Linked DNA regions of Nomascus leucogenys: region 2 is linked to region 1. The links are chromatin contacts, called in public Hi-C maps. All regions are on one chromosome and are shown on one strand. Each heading gives the region's core, a stretch centred on a gene start, on an enhancer-like site or on the middle of the called end of the contact. The rest is flanking DNA. Distances are from core to core; before and after follow the strand shown. Region 1 overlaps EXOSC2 (exosome complex component RRP4). Region 2 holds the start of FIBCD1 (fibrinogen C domain-containing protein 1).

Region 1 (7,504 bases), core at 3,440-5,939:
TTCCATCACAATCTCCTCCATTATTTCTGGCTTTAAGATGTCTTTGATCTGAAAAAGCGAAAAGGCATTTGTTCAGAAAAGAAACCAACCATAAACAGACCACCAAGCCAATCCAAACATAAATCAAGCCGTTAACATAAACTTTCTGTATTCCTTTCATGTCTCAGAGACTAAGCGTTACAAGATATGATCTGCTAGAAGCAGCCTAATAAATCAGCAAGATTCTCTGGGATATAGCCGACAAGAACAAAAATAGTATTCTGACATTCATCCAAAAGCTGGCTGAAATTTGGGATAGGTAAGATGCAGTCCAGAGGCTGCTCTCATAAACTAGTCCCACCTGACACCTCCAGCCCCAAAATCCTTAGACTGACACTAGGCATTGAGAATATTGCAAGTATCTTAGGGAAAGATCTACCAGACACTCATTAAGGCTGTTTCAGACCAGTTCATACTGACGGATGCTGGGAAAGTATTGGGGATACGTGCATATTGTCTCTGAACAAACAACAGAGCGGCTCACAGATCAGTGAAGAAGGGAGAGGCCCTGCGGAGAGTACCTGATGTGGAAGGGATGCTTCATAGCAGTACAGGATGCTGGTATCATACAGCATCATCCTCTGAGTTACCAGCGAGATGATGCAGTTCCGAAGCCGGGATATCACCTCTCGATCAGCAAGAGAGACAGGCTATAAGGAGACACAGAGAAGGGAAGAGAAATATAAACAGGATCAAAATACATGACCAGCCACAGAAATTAACAGATAAATCATTTATGACTCAGACAATATTACCCCAGAACTCCAAATCAACCAAACAGCTAACTCCAAGGGAGATTAAAAGGAATGGGGCAGGGCGCAGTGTCTCATGCCTGTAATCCCAGCACTTTGGGAGGCCAAGGCGGGTGGATCACAAGGTCAGGAATTCGAGACCAGCCTGACCAACATGGTGAAACCCCATCTCTACTAAAAATACAAAAATTAGGAGAGCATGGTGGGGCACACCTGTAATCCCAGCTACTCGGGAGGCTGAGGCAGGAGAATCACTTGAACCCAGGAGGCGGAGCTGGCAGTGAGCCGAGATGGCACCACTGCACTCCAGCCTGGGTGACAGAGCAAGACTCTGTCTCAAAACAAAACAAAACAAACAAAACAGAAAAAGAATGGCTTCTTCACTGGCTCTTCGGCTATTACCCTGCAACTTTGCCATCTCCACCAACAAACATCAAACCATTCACTGAGTTCATCTCCTTAGAAGAGAGAAGATAATATGGGGTTCATGAACACACCTTGATGGAAAGTCAGTGACTCAGCCTACAGCAGTAATATGGCTAAAAACAACCAACTTCACTGGCCACAAAAACACAGCAAAGACTGAGCCCCCTCCATCCCACTGACAATGGCCACAGTGTTTGCTCACCTCCAGGTTTGCAATGAAGCCCCCTGCTTCCTCTTCTTTGTGCTCAGGTGTTGGGTAAATCCAGATGAAGCCATTGTTGCCGAGAATCACTGAGGCACCACATGGCAAATCATGAAAGTGGGTCTTCTGCCGTTTCACCAGGGAGGGGGAAACCTGGACCAAAACCCCCTGACCTAGCTAAAGAAATATATCACAAAGCTAGGTCACTGCAGGATCAGTGGGATGAATGAAAAGGAGACTGCAGAATACACATCCTAAGTATATTCAAATTGGTGTCCTTCCTGTTTACAATTGCTGTCGCCTACATGCATACACATAGTACACATTTTTGCAGAGAACACTTTGGGACTCAGAGGCTATTCATACATCCCAGCAGAAGGTGACTTTTGATACTCTTCTCTGTCACTTCCCTTTGCAGTCTTCCTTGCACTGTAAGCCAGAACTCATGTGCCAGACATTAGAGAAGCTGAAGCCAATGAGGAAGTGAGCTGGAGCCTCCTGCTGGCCGAGGAGCACTGCGTTGTTCCATGACCCTAGCTCATACCTGAACCCCACTCATCTTGCCTGTGAGATGTGTGCCTCTGGGTAGGTAAGGAGATGGCTGGAGATGGGTGCAAATCCATGTCTGGTCCTGGCAGGACAGCTTAAGTCCACGTCCTGCCAAGGGCGAGTCCGCAGGACCCAGGGTTGTGAAAGTCAGCATACTGCAGCAGTCCTCTGCCTACTCCAGGTACATCAACGTGGCTGGCTGCAGCCACTCCATTAAGGGAAGAGGTTTTTGTTCCGCTCAGAAAATAAAAATCTTCACCCAGATAAAGCTAAGAGACTAGTAAATCCTAATTTGTTTTAGGAAGTATGCTCTCCTTAAAATAATAGCTTCAATAATGCAACTTCGTATAAGAAAAGCAGTGAAATTCCATTTAGAGGCTCAGATGACAGGGCAAGCTTTGCCAGTAATAACATCCACTGGACTGATTGGACGTTCGTCTAAGGGCTGTTTAACCAGGCCCAGCCTGCCTTTGTTCCCAGGACAGCCTCAGCCCCAGTGCTGAGTTGCAGCGCCCCCTGGAGGAAGAGAGACAGCTGCGCCTCCCAGCCCACAGTTGGAGGGGCTCTTCTGGTGGAAGTCAGTCTCCTTGGAGAAAACGGATAAAACTTGTTCTTTACAAGGCTACTGACCCATGACCCTGTGAACCCTGACCTTCCTGATGTTACGTTTAAGGAACACGATCAGTTTGTGGGATGCCAGCCTCTATTAATGCTTAGCTACTGGGGTTCTTTAGGCCAGAATTCCAGAGAGCTATGGGGATTCAGAAATAGCCTTGTAGTCTCAGTCAGCAAACAGGAACATCAAGAGCCCGACTTACTTTTCCATATTTCAGGCTCCTCGTGTGCAGAGAGACAGCTCCGTCAGAGAACACTGCCTGGACCTCAGCCTGGCCAGGGTGATGAAGGAACAAACAGCAGCCTCGGCCACACACTGCCCTGTCCTCTGCAGCCTCTGCCCCTTGACCCCACACCTCCATCTTTTCCTCCCCTCTCCAATGGTCCAGGCTCAACAATCTTAGACCCAGAGGACGTCACTGTGAACTCACCTCTCCCCTTGGTTGTCATGAATATCTTTTTTTAAAAAATAAGAGACAGAAGGCCAGGTGCGGTGGCTCACATCTGTAATCCCAGCACTTTGGAAGGCTGAGGTGGGTGGATCACCTGAGATCAGGAGTTCTAGACCAGCCTGACCAACATGGAGAAACCCCGTCTCTACTAAAAATACAAAATTAGTCGGGCGTAGTGGCGCATGACTGTAATCCCAGCTACTCGGGAGGCTGGGGCAGGAGAATCGCTTGAACCTGGGAGGCAGAGGTTGCAGTGAGCCAAGATCGCACCATTGCACTCCAGCCTGGGCAACAAGAGTGAAACTCTGTCTCCAAAATAAGTAAATAAATAAATAAAAGACAGAGGCCAGGCATAGTGGCTCATGCCTGTAATCCCAGCACTTTGGGAGGCCGAGGTGGGCAGATCACCTGAGGTCAGGAGTTCGAGACCAGCCTGGCCAATATGGTGAAACCTGTCTCTCCTAAAAATACAAAAATTAGCCAGGCATGACGCACGCCTGTAATCCTAGCTATTTGGGAGGCTAAGGCAGAATCGCTTGAATCTGGGAGGCGGAGGTTGCAGTGAGCCAAGATTGCACCACTGCACTCCAGTCTGGGCAACAGAGCAAGACTCCGTCATTTAAAAAAAAATAATAATAATTTTTAAAAAGATAAAATAGAGACAGAGTCTTGCTCTGTCACCCAAGCTGGAACACAGTGGTGTGATCATAGCTTACTGTAGCCTTGAGCTCCTGGGCTCAAGCAACCCTCTGGCCCCAGCCTCCTGAGTAGCTAGGACTACAGGCATGTGCCACCAGGCCTGGCTAATTTTGATTTTTTTGTAGAGAGGGGGGTCTTGCTATGTTGCCCAGGCTGGTCTTGAACTCTTGGCTCAAGCAATCCTCCCTCCTTGGCCTTCCAAAGCGCTGGGATTACAGGCATGAGCCACCACACTCGGCCTGTCATTAATGTCTTGACGTGAACACCTTTTCCACTCCCTGCGCTAAAAGTTAACATCATTAACAAAAGCCTAGCCTAAAGCACAGGCCACCGTAAGTTACAAGACCCAAAGAAATGACTTAGCAGCAGGTCCGAACAAGAGCTGGGGAGTCAGCCTGAATTAAGGAGACTGAGAAAGGATGCAGCAGAGCCCGACACTTGGTCTAAGACTCGGATCCCTGCAAGGATGACACGGTTCTTCAGTCAGAGACATACAATGGAAGGCCCACTTCCCAGTCCCATAGAAAAGCATCAAGAGGCTGGAGTGCAAAGCGCAGGATACACTGATAAGGTCCCCTTCCTGTAAGAAACCTCTCATTGCAAGCTCATCTTCTGCAGATCTTCTCCTCTGAAATACACAAAGAAATGACATTACTTAAGCCAGATCCTCAGAAAGGTCTCCATCACTTCTTTCTCTTTCACTTCCTTTTGAGATTTTTGAGGCCAACCACAATATTCAAGCACTGAGAACTATAGCAGGAGTAGGTAACCCAAGCCACTTGAGGGCAATCAGTGATAATCACGACTTTTCATCTCAAAAGACTTTTCCACAGCTCCTCTTCTCTTCCTCTTTCCCTCCCTTCTCTGAGCAACATTTACACCCCTCCCAATCTCACCCAGCCAACATTTCCATACTCATCTTCCATGACAGCCCTCTGCAGTCCAGCAGGACCAGACTAACTCCTGCTTGGATATATCTCTGCTCACACATTTCCCTCTATCTCAGATTCCCTGAACTAGTCATTTAACGTCTCTCCATCCTTCCAGGATCAACTCCAATGCCTGTCTTTCCTACGAGCTTCTCTCACTGAAATCTCCTTTTGTATAACCACAGCTTATTTATTCTACTGCCAGGGACTAGGTCAGTTATCTTATATCCCCTGCTGGGGAACTCAGTCGTGCTTGGCACTCGGCACAGCGCTTGGCACTCGGCACAGAGCTTGGCACAGTAAGCCTCTCTGCAAATACATGCTGGACTGAAGATAAAGCTGAACCATGGCATTTTACAAAAGGCTGTGGCTTGGTTACTGTGGTTGTCTGGAATAACCAAATGCCTTTCAATTCACAAAAAACTAATGTAAAGACAACTTTTCAAGGAACATCTTCACTGTGCAAGGCTGATATGTCTGAAAAGGAAAACTATTAACAACTAGCATCTAAGGGCTTCTCTCCCCAACTCTCTGTTGGGATCCCACCCCATGGATGTTTCTGATCCTATTATATGCCAACTGCTCCCTCTTTCGGGAGACCTGGACAGGGTGAACAGTCTACATACACATTGGGGCAGCAAACTTCACAACAGACAAACAGGAGTCAAAGGGGCAACCTCAGTGTAAAGCAAAGTCCTCTGGTGGAACAAAGGGTCCCACGGCTCCCCCCAGCCCACTGGGCCCTAGTCCATGGCCCCAGCTGTAGCCCTTACCAGCTCTCCTCCAGGAAGGTTCATGGATGAGAGCAGCAAGACTGAATCCAGCCTGGAGTTGGTCTCCACCTTCCACCTCTTCTGTTGAACCTATAAGCCAAGTTCCACACTTGGACACATGCTCCAGGGACAGGAGTTCATATCATAAATAACCAGTAAGGCCGGACACGGTGGCTCACGCCTGTAATCCCAGCACTTTGGGAGGCCGAAGCTGGTGGATCATTTGAGGTCAGGAGTTCGAGACCAGCCTGATCAGTATGATGAAACCCCATCTCTACTAAAAATACAAAAATTAGCCAGGCGTGGTGGCAAGTGCCTGTAATCCCAGCTACTTGGGAGGCTGAGACAGGAGAATCGCTTGAACCCGGGAGGTGGAGGTTGCAGTGAGCCAAGATCGCGCCACTGCACTCCAGCCTGGGTGATACAGCAAGACCCCATCTCAAACAAACAAAAAAAAAATTAACCGGTAATCTGAAATCGAACAAGTCACATATTTACATCAGAGGCCACACAATAGCCAAATGCAATGAATGCCTTTTTCATTAACTACAAGTGGAATGACTGTCCCATGAATGAAATCGCCAGCCTGCCTCGACTTTGTAAACACCAAACTGGTATCGACGTTACCTCTGTGATTCGTCCCACTACAATGTCTCCTACTTCACCAATGTATCTGAAAGATAAAACACAAGGGATTCATCCATCTGTGAGCAGACTTTCTGACAAGACCACACACCATTTGAGATGTCAGTTCAACAGGGTGAAAGCCTGGAATAGGCGCCACATTCAGCAAATTCATGTAACTATAGTGTCTGGACTTATTTTCAGAAATTGCTAACTTCAAACATTCCTCCACGTATAAAGTCTCCATTAACTATCCTTAGACATATCACTATTCCAAGTAGTTCATTTAGCCAAAAACCCCTATTTTGTTCGATTACACGACAATGGAAAACATGGACTATTTTCCTGTGGCACATGGATGAGTTCTGCACCAGCCAAAGGAAGAGAAAGGAAATCTGAGCCAGGACGCCAACCACACGAGTCTGCTCATGTCTCCTCCACTCACTCACTGCCTGCTCCTCTCAAGCCCCTTTGCTAGTTCCTTATCCGTGATTCTAATGAGACGTACTCGGTGCTGAGGCTAAGTCCTCAGAACTCTTCACTTTTCGGCCACTCAATCTAATACCTTTAAAACACCACTCTGTGCTGTGACTGTGCCAGTCTCCTGAATTCCAAATCCTACTCAACTGCTAGCTACCCAACTCTGCCATATAGATGACTAACAAGCATTTTCAAATGTATCAAGCCCAAAACTAAGCTTTCCCGCAGCCCCCCCAGTCCTCCATAGCAAACCGAGATAGGGGATGAGTTATCCCCATCTCAGTCAATGGTGACTCCATCCGCTCAGTTGCTCAGGCCAAAAACCTTGGAGAGTTCCTCGATTCCTCTCTCTCTCTCACGCTCCTGGACAAGTCCAGTAGCAAATCCTGTTGGCTCTACCCTTAAAACATATGCAGGAAATAAAAGGCATCCAAATTGGAAAGGAAGAAGTAAAATTATTTCTATTCACAGTTGACTGGGTCCTATGTACAGTAAAGCCCAAAGAATACAAAACCCAACACCTTTTCATGATTTTAAAAAAACATTCAGAAAATAAAATCTGTGTAGATTCCAATCACTCCTCCACCTTCCACTGCTCCCACCTTAGTTGAAGCCACCATCACTTCAGATCATGAGTATGGTCCCTAATCCACCTCCCTAAGCTTGCCTATCCCCCTTCAATCTCCCATCAGCAGCCAGAGTGAGCTTAAGTCCAGATCAAGTCCTTCCTCTGCTCCACCCCTTCCAGTGCTTCCCAGATTACACAAAATAGAAGCCAAAATGCTTAGTCTGGCTACAAGGCAGGCCCACGCCCGCCCACCTCAGCTCTCTGCTTACATCTGCCCCTTCTCTCCCCCTCACTCACTCTGTTCCAACCCCACTGGCTTGCTTTCTGGGGTAACCTTCATTGAATGCTTCTAGGTATCGGGCCCTGTGCTAAATACTTTACATGCACCATCTCACT
Region 2 (7,504 bases), core at 3,236-5,735, 230 kb before region 1:
AAATTTGCCTTGTCACTTGGACTCCCCCCACCCCCGACCAGGCTTGGCAGCCCCCACCCCCACCCCCGCCTTTGTATTACGGGTTTATGTCAAGGTATGTTGGATTCTAAATTAAATGTCAGCCCACTGTACATTTCTGGCTCCAGCCGCAGAAAATGAGGAGCTGGCATTGGAGACCATCCAGTCGTTCAGCTCCCCGTGCCTAACCGTGAGGGGTGACAAGCCCATTGAATCACTGCACAGTAGCTTTCCACGCCATAGGAAGCCAAGATACATTTATTTTTAATGATAAATGTGACTGTCAGAGTTAAGTTGAAACAGCTTTATGGTGAGAGCTGAGTGCCCTTGGCAGTGCGGGGCAGAGGCTGAGTGGATGGGGACCAGAGGTCCCGACCTTCTGGCCAGCCAGTCCCCCAGGCCCCGAGAGACCGGCACATTGGCTATTCTGCCCACGTCCGCTAAGCCCTGCTGCATGCTGGCTCAGCGCGCTCACCGGGTGGCTCGGGCCCAGCTCTGGCAGACCAAGAGGCACCGAGGTATTGAAGAAAGAGAGATAGTCTCTGGAAGTGCACACACTAGGGTTCAAATTCTGCCCCACCGGCCAGGCGCAGTGGCTCACGCCTGTAATCCCAGCACTTTGGGAGGCCGAGGCGGGCAAATCACGAGGTCAAGAGATCGAGACCATCCTGGCCAACATGGTGAAACCCTGCCTCTACTAAAAATACAAAAATTAGCTGGGCGTAGTGGCATGTGCCTGTAGTCCTAGCTACTCGGGAGGCTGAGGCAGGAGAATCGCTTGAACCCGAGAGGTTGCAGTGAGCCAGTGAGCCGAGATTGCGTCACTGCACTCCAGCCTGGCGACAGATCGAGACTCCGTCTTAAAAAAAAAAAAAAAATTCTGCCCCACCAATGGCTGTGTGGTCTTGACGAGTTACTTAACCTCTCTGAGCTTCTGTTGCCTCATCTAGAAAATGAGGCTATTAATAACACTTACAGGTCTTGGGTGAGGATTACTTGAAATAAGATGGTATTGTTAATGGTATTGCTGTATCCAGCACATGGAAATGTTTGGTAAATGGTAATTCCATATTGATTTTTTTTTTTTAGACAGTCTCACTCTGTCGCCAAGGCTGGAGTGCAGTGGCACGATCTCAGCTCACTGCAACCTCTGCCTCCCAGGTTCTAAGCGATTCTCCTGCCTCAGCCTTTGGAGTAGCTGGGATTACAGGAGTACACCACCACACCTGCTACTTTTGTATTTTTAGTAGAGATGGGGTATCACCATGCTGGCCAAGCTGGTCTCGAACTCCTGATCTCAGATGATCTACCCACCTCCGTCTCCCAAAGTGCTAGAATTACGGGTGTGAGCCACTGTGCCTGGCCCCATATTGATCGTATCATCTTATTAATTACACAATTACCCAGGTCATGTAATTTACCTTTCTGAATCAGTTTCCTCATCCAAAAAATGGGGACAATAGTACCCACTTATTAGGGGGCTGGGAGGATATGAGGTGCCCAGCACAGGGCTGAGCGTGAGGGTGCTGCCAACAGGTGGCTGTTGGTCATGGCTGGCACCCTGAATGTTGTCCCCCTATGGCCCTTGCTGCTCATCCTTGTCTCCCCATGGACTCTTCTTTCCACCCCTCCCATGTTGCCATACTGCCTGCCCTGCACCCACTCCCTGCTAAGGGAGGGGTCCTGCATTAGGACCCCAGCAGCCATGACCCCACATTGGACCTGACCAAGGTCTGATGGGTTGGTACCTGACCAAGGACAGCTTCTTTGGCCATCTGCCACCTATGATTGATATGCCTGGTTCAGTCCTAGATAGGAGTTGCCCATTGGTGGGGCCATCATAACCAGGTGGCCTTGGAAAGGCAAAGTAGGAACAGGCAGAATTGGTGAGCCAGACAGAGGGAGGTGAGGGGATACGCAGAGAGTGAACAAGTTACCAGGCAACCTCGAGTCTAATCCCATGCAGCCTCCCGGTCCTGTGTTCTGGCACCCTGAGGTGCTGGCTTGTCCCTGGCAAGGAATGCTCAGTCTTGGGCTGGCTGGAAAGCCCTGATTCTGTCCTGTCCCATCTGCTGAGCACAGCCAAGCTCGCCCCCAGCGCTCTGTGGCCATCAGCCTTGTCAAAGGGAAATCCGAGGGTGGAGGGCCTGTCTGCTCTGTGGGGTCGGCTGCCCTTTCCCTCGCACAGATGTTGGCTGTGGGTCAGCACTGGCTTCAGGGATCCACTTCCATTTTATTCCTGTCCACCAATTCGGAGGCTCCAGTGAATGGGGGCGGTCCTCCCTTCTTCCAGAACGATGTCCTAAGTGTGTCCGCTGAGTGCAGTGTGTAAAGCGCTGAGCAGACGCCTGCAGGCTCATGCCGGTCCTGCATCACGGCTGACCCTTCTCCTTGGGTGTTGAGCAGAGGCGTCAGCACAGAGGGGGTGACAGAGTGAGGCCCGCTCCCAAAGACACACACGTAAGGCACTCCCGCAGGCTGAACCTGTGGCTGAGCAGGTGAGATGATTCAACCTCCAACCTCCTCCAACACTCCCAGGAGGAGCCGCTAGGTGGCCCCCGCTCACCTGTCCAACCGCGCTTCTGCAGGCCTGGGCGGCGATCCTCCAGAGCGTCCTCCGGTCCTCCGGTTTGCACCTGCCCAGGTGCGCGCGGGTCACTCCCCGAGCTCCGCCTTCCCTTCTGCGGCCCCGCCATTGGAAATGCCTTTCCCTCAGCACCCAGACGTCTGGATGCTGCCTTCATGGGCCTTGGGGGCGGGCTCACACCCCTCCATCCCAGGGTGCCTCCCTGACTGCTCTAGGCACACCTCCAAGACCTCCTCCGTTGGTCCTCAGCACCCCTCCCTTGGGTTCTCAGTTCAGCCCGGCACCCCCGCTCCACCCCCAGGGTGATCTTTTATCTGTGCACAAATGCGTCTGGAGTTTACATCCTCTCCCCAAAATGTGGAATCAGAGCCTTGCGTTTCTGCCACCTGCCTGCTTTGTGCCTGTAACTGCACAAGGGCCTGCAAACCTCGCCACTCCCCACCAATAGGCAAGTCCTTGTTTACGAGGAAACTGAGGCTTGGGGATGACGTGGAATCTGCCCAAGGTCACAGCAGGAACATCTGAGCCTTGCCCTGCTCAGGTGCTGTGATGCACTGTGGCAGAGCCCTTCTGAAGCGTGTGCGGTTAACCCTTTGGCTTACATGGGGAAACTGAGGCTCGGAGAGGTATGTTGCTTGCCCTCAGCCACACAGCCAGGGCCCTGTGCCCTCCACCACATCCTTCTTCCCAAGTCTGAAGGCCCTCCAGATCACCTGCTGACCCTCTTAATTCATAGGAAAGGCCGGGGGGCGAGAAAGAGCCAGAGGCCAGAGATTGGAACCTGGGTCTCCTGACTCCCAGCCATTGCCGTGGGATCCTCTCCAACTCCCGGGCCGCCTCAGTCCAGGAAGCCGGGATCGGGCCGCAGGTGAGGCCAGCGGTCGTCCTGGAAGGAAAAGGCGGCTGGGGACAAACAGCTGGTGGTTTGTGAACCCAGCGCCTGGCGGGTGGCAGTCTCCTCGGATGGCACCGGGCCACAGGGTCCCCTGCTCCGGGGCCCAAGGAGTGCCCCAGCCCAGGCTGGACGCGGCCCCCACCCCCAGCCAGTCTGTCCCGCCAGTGCCGGACGCGCAGAGGGATCGGGAGAGGGACGAAGATGGGGCGACAGACTGGCAGCCAGTGGGGGAGAGACGGAGACGGTGCCAGGGAACAGCGCGGCGGCCAAGGCGCCCCGGGAGCCGGAAAACAGCTTTGGGGAGAAGCGGGGGCGGGGAACGGGGGTGTCTGTCTGGAGCTGGGGGAGCAGAAAAAGACAGGGCCGCAGAAAGGGGCGGAGGAGGGGCGGCCGGCGGGCTCGGCAGGGCGGCGGGAGGGGAGCCCGGCGTCGGGCAGTGTGGGCGCCTCCCGGTCGGAAGCTACAATAGCAGCTCGTTCGCCGTGCAGATTAAGGACTTTGTCAATTACCTCCGAAGGCCGCTCCGGGCCGATTAAATGCTTTTAAAAGTGCTGCTGGTGGGAAGGGGCAACTAAGAAGACCCCTCCCGGCACAAATCCCCTCCCGGCGGAGGAGAAGGCGGGGGCTGGGACCGCGCGGGGCGCGCCGGGGAGCGCGGAGCGGCTGGTACTCGCGACCGCAGCGCCCGCGGCTGTGGCAGTGGTGGGGACCCCCATTTCGCCCACGGGCCGCCCAGGCAGGGGGGCGTCGGGTGGGCTCTCCGACCGCCGGCGCGAGGGCACGGGTCTGCGGACGCGGACTGGGACGACCCCAAGACCAGGCTCGCGCGTCGGGGATCGGAGCAGGGAGGTCCCCGGGGGCTGGAGACCCCACAGCTGGGCGCACTTGCCCGGGGACCTGGACCCAGACCTCGGGGGCCCGCAGGGGGCGCACCCCACCGAAACTGCCTGGGTCTTGGGGCGAGCCCTGCGTCCTGAGCCGGGAGGGAGCCGGAAGGAGCGCCGCGCCACTCCCCGGAGACGCCGAACCGCCCAGCGGGGGCGCCCTCGGGGCCCGCCCCGCGCCTAGTGAGTTGTGCGAGTCCCGCCCGGGAGGAAGTTTGTGCAGAGGCGCCGCCGGGGGGCTCTCAGGCCCCTCCGGGAGCCAGCAGGAGCCGGGCCGCCCGCGGCTGTTTGCTGCCCTCCGGCCGGCCGCGGTATCTGGGGGCCAGTTCGGCCTCCTTTCCCTTGGCCTTTTCGGAGGCGGAGTTCAGTATCCAAGTCCGCGTGTGTGAGCGCGCGCGGGTGTGTTAGTGTGTCGGGGGAGGCCGAGGGGAGCAATAAAAAGCAAAGAGAGTCCGAGACCAGAAAAGATGCGGAGATTGAGAAGGAGGGAGGAGGGACGAGGGAGGAGGGAGAGGAGCGCGCCAGGGAGGCGCGGGAGCCGGGAGCGGGGACGGCGCGCAGCGCGAGCGGCGGGCGTTGGGCTGGCGGCTTTCGCGCTCCCGCTCCTGCTCCCGCCCGCACACAGCGGCGCGCTCATCCGCACACGCCCGCCAGCTCCCGGGCCGCCCCGGCGCGGGGCACAGAGGCGGGGACCCGGCGGACAGAGCGCGCCCCGAGCCCGCGCCCACCCCGCCGCCTTTGCGCTCCTCAGCGGCGCGCCTCGCCCGGCGTCCCCGCCAGTCCTGCCGGAAGATGGTCAACGACCGGTGGAAGACCATGGGCGGCGCTGCCCAACTTGAGGACCGGCCGCGCGACAAGCCGCAGGTACGCTCGGGCGCTGGGACACGGAGCCTGGGCGGCTGGCCAGGCGGTGGCCGCTCGGGCCGGCGGGGCGGGCACCCATTGCGGGGGCTGGAGTTTGCGGCGCACCCCTTCGAGGCTCCGGAGGCCCGGACCGGGATGGGGACCCTCCTCTCCTCCTCCCCTAGCCGAGGCTTGAACTCGAGGTTCGGTGGGGGCGGCACCCCTGCAGGAGCCACGCGCGCTGCGGGCCAGGTCTCCCGCGTCCCCGCACCCCCAGCGGCCCCCTGGTGCACGCTGGTGCAGAGGGAGGCGGGGACTTACAGTTCGCCGTGTGTCCACAGACAAATCAGCCCCCTTGCTGAGTCCCCGTTTCCTCACCTCTACAATCGGCATCTTAACTACCCACAAAATCTCCACTCTGGGCGCTACCCTGTGCCAGGCACCTGGTCCTGAACCTGACCCCCTGAATCTCCTCTGCATCCTTCCCTCTTTAGCCAGGGCCCTGCATACAGCAGAGGATCAATAAAGATTCATCTCCTACAGGAACGCTGGGTATTGTGATTTTCTGACTTTAAGACAAGGAAAGCAGGGCTCAGAGATGGTTGGCTCCTGCCTGAGGCCACGCAGCTCTGCCGGGATTTGAACCCTTGTCTGTGTGCTCCAGGGCTGATTCATTCCTCCCTTCCTCCTGCCTCTTCAGGGGCAGTGGAGGTGGGGCTTGGAGGGTGCCCAGGGCTGTGCGGTGGAAGCGGGTGAGGGGAGAGCACCTGGGCTGGCCAGCAAGGGGGCTGGAGTCCGGAAGCCGAGGCAGAGGGGAGCCCCAGGGCTGCCCCGGGCTGGGCTGCCAAGGGACTGGGACAGGCAGGAGAAAACGAGGAGGCCTCTCGCTCACCAAGGAGAGGAAAGAATAGGGCTGCCCATTTTAAATTTTAAATTTCTCCCAGACAGATGTCATTGGGGAAAGAACAGTTCGTGCTTGCAGCTGCAGGAGGGGGCGGCTCGGGCAGCCCTTGGTGGTCCCTTCCTCTCAGGAGCTGCAGCCTGCTCATTCTTCCTGGTGTGACACTGCCGTGGCACAAGGTCCCAGCCCTCTACGGTTTGCAAAGCCCCTTCCCATTCGTCGGCACTACCTCATTTCTCCAAGCAGGCTGGGGGCCAGTGCGTTCCCACATCACAGACCAGGGGTCAGAGAGGTTGGGAACATGCCCAAGTCACACAGCACGTTGGCAAGAGAGTGGGGATTCGAACCCTGGTCTAACCACACACCTAGCCCACTGCTTCTCAGGGGTGGTCGGGCCCCTCTTTTAGGTCAGGTCTGCACCTAAGCCACCCCCAAATAACAAGTCCCCTCCTGCTGAGATCTGACTTCTCCCCCTTAGCAAGAACTGTCTTAACTTCTAGACCTGTCCTCCAAGGCCATCCCTAGCCTGGCATACTGTGCCTTCGCATTGGTCCCTTACAGGCAGTGACTGTTTGTTATTTGCCCACCCTGGGCCCCACACCACGCCGCTGCATTTCCAGATCTTTTCTGTGTCATCTTGTTTGCTTCCCCAGCCTGACACACACACACACACGCACACACACACACCCCTTCACTCAGGGATACCCTACATATACTCAAAACCCAGCTCAAATGCTGCCATCTCCTCCAGGAAGCCTTCCCTGATGCTCTGTGGCTGTGTCTCTTAAGTTCTAGTAGTGTTTAGCCTGTGCCGCTCAGCTGCCTTGTCCTGGGCCCCTCCTGCATCAGGAGATCCCTTTGGACACACCCTCCTCTGGAGCCCATCTCTGGGTCTCTCCCTGGGCCCAAGCTCCATTCCTTCCAGGCAGCTTAGGTCAGGCATTGAGAGTGTTTGCTGAATGGAACTGCGTGATGCTTCAGCCAGGAAGAGCCTCAGGAGACGGCCAGCAGGCACTGGTCTGTCTCAAGGGGAGGTGCCTTCTGGGGAATGTGTTTGAAATGTGGCTTCAAGGCCTCCGGGCCTGCCCCGCCTTTCTCTGCTGCTCCCTGGGGGCACAGCTTTCAGCCCCCACACAGCCCAGCTGTCTGCCCCTTGGCATTGGAGGAAGCTCGAGGGCTGTTGCTCCAGGAGCCTGGGCCAATAGCAAGCACCCGCCTCCCCTCCCCGCCCGTTTGGTGACCCAGCATGTAGACAGGCTGTTCCCTGTGCCAGCTCTGGGCTTGTTTGAAGCTTCAGACAAGAGGCAAGGCCTTTCCTGTGGCCACCGTCAGAAGAAAGATAGAGCGCTGCTTGCCCTGGTTCCCTTGGGCCTGCC

What was found. A called contact is a pair of places that touch in the nucleus more often than the background predicts.
Region 2: a contact with region 1 is called in a Hi-C map of an unstated tissue, with 3 times the contacts expected there. The contact joins the promoter of FIBCD1 here to the enhancer-like site in region 1. A contact is called at or near these places in 2 of 4 Hi-C or Micro-C datasets (a lymphoblastoid cell line and an unstated tissue).

The regions. Positions count from the first base shown.
Region 1 is chr8:106,821,531-106,829,034 of Asia_NLE_v1, reverse strand. EXOSC2 (exosome complex component RRP4) reads right to left here. Exons shown (of 9, transcript XM_003276737.4): 3 at 6,064-6,109; 4 at 5,437-5,526; 5 at 4,297-4,362; 6 at 2,787-2,855; 7 at 1,420-1,596; 8 at 561-689; 9 at 1-48. Among named protein-coding and RNA genes, the nearest start is that of EXOSC2, 6.2 kb to the right of the region's middle. Within about 2 kb of position 4,689, the one cell type or tissue checked has an H3K27ac peak away from gene starts, as active enhancers do. A contact at or near this core is called in a lymphoblastoid cell line, where this site is marked.
Region 2 is chr8:107,054,834-107,062,337 of Asia_NLE_v1, reverse strand. It overlaps FIBCD1 (fibrinogen C domain-containing protein 1), which reads left to right and starts at 4,485. Exons shown (of 8, transcript XM_030818048.1): 1 at 4,485-4,567; 2 at 5,136-5,248. The coding sequence starts at 5,177.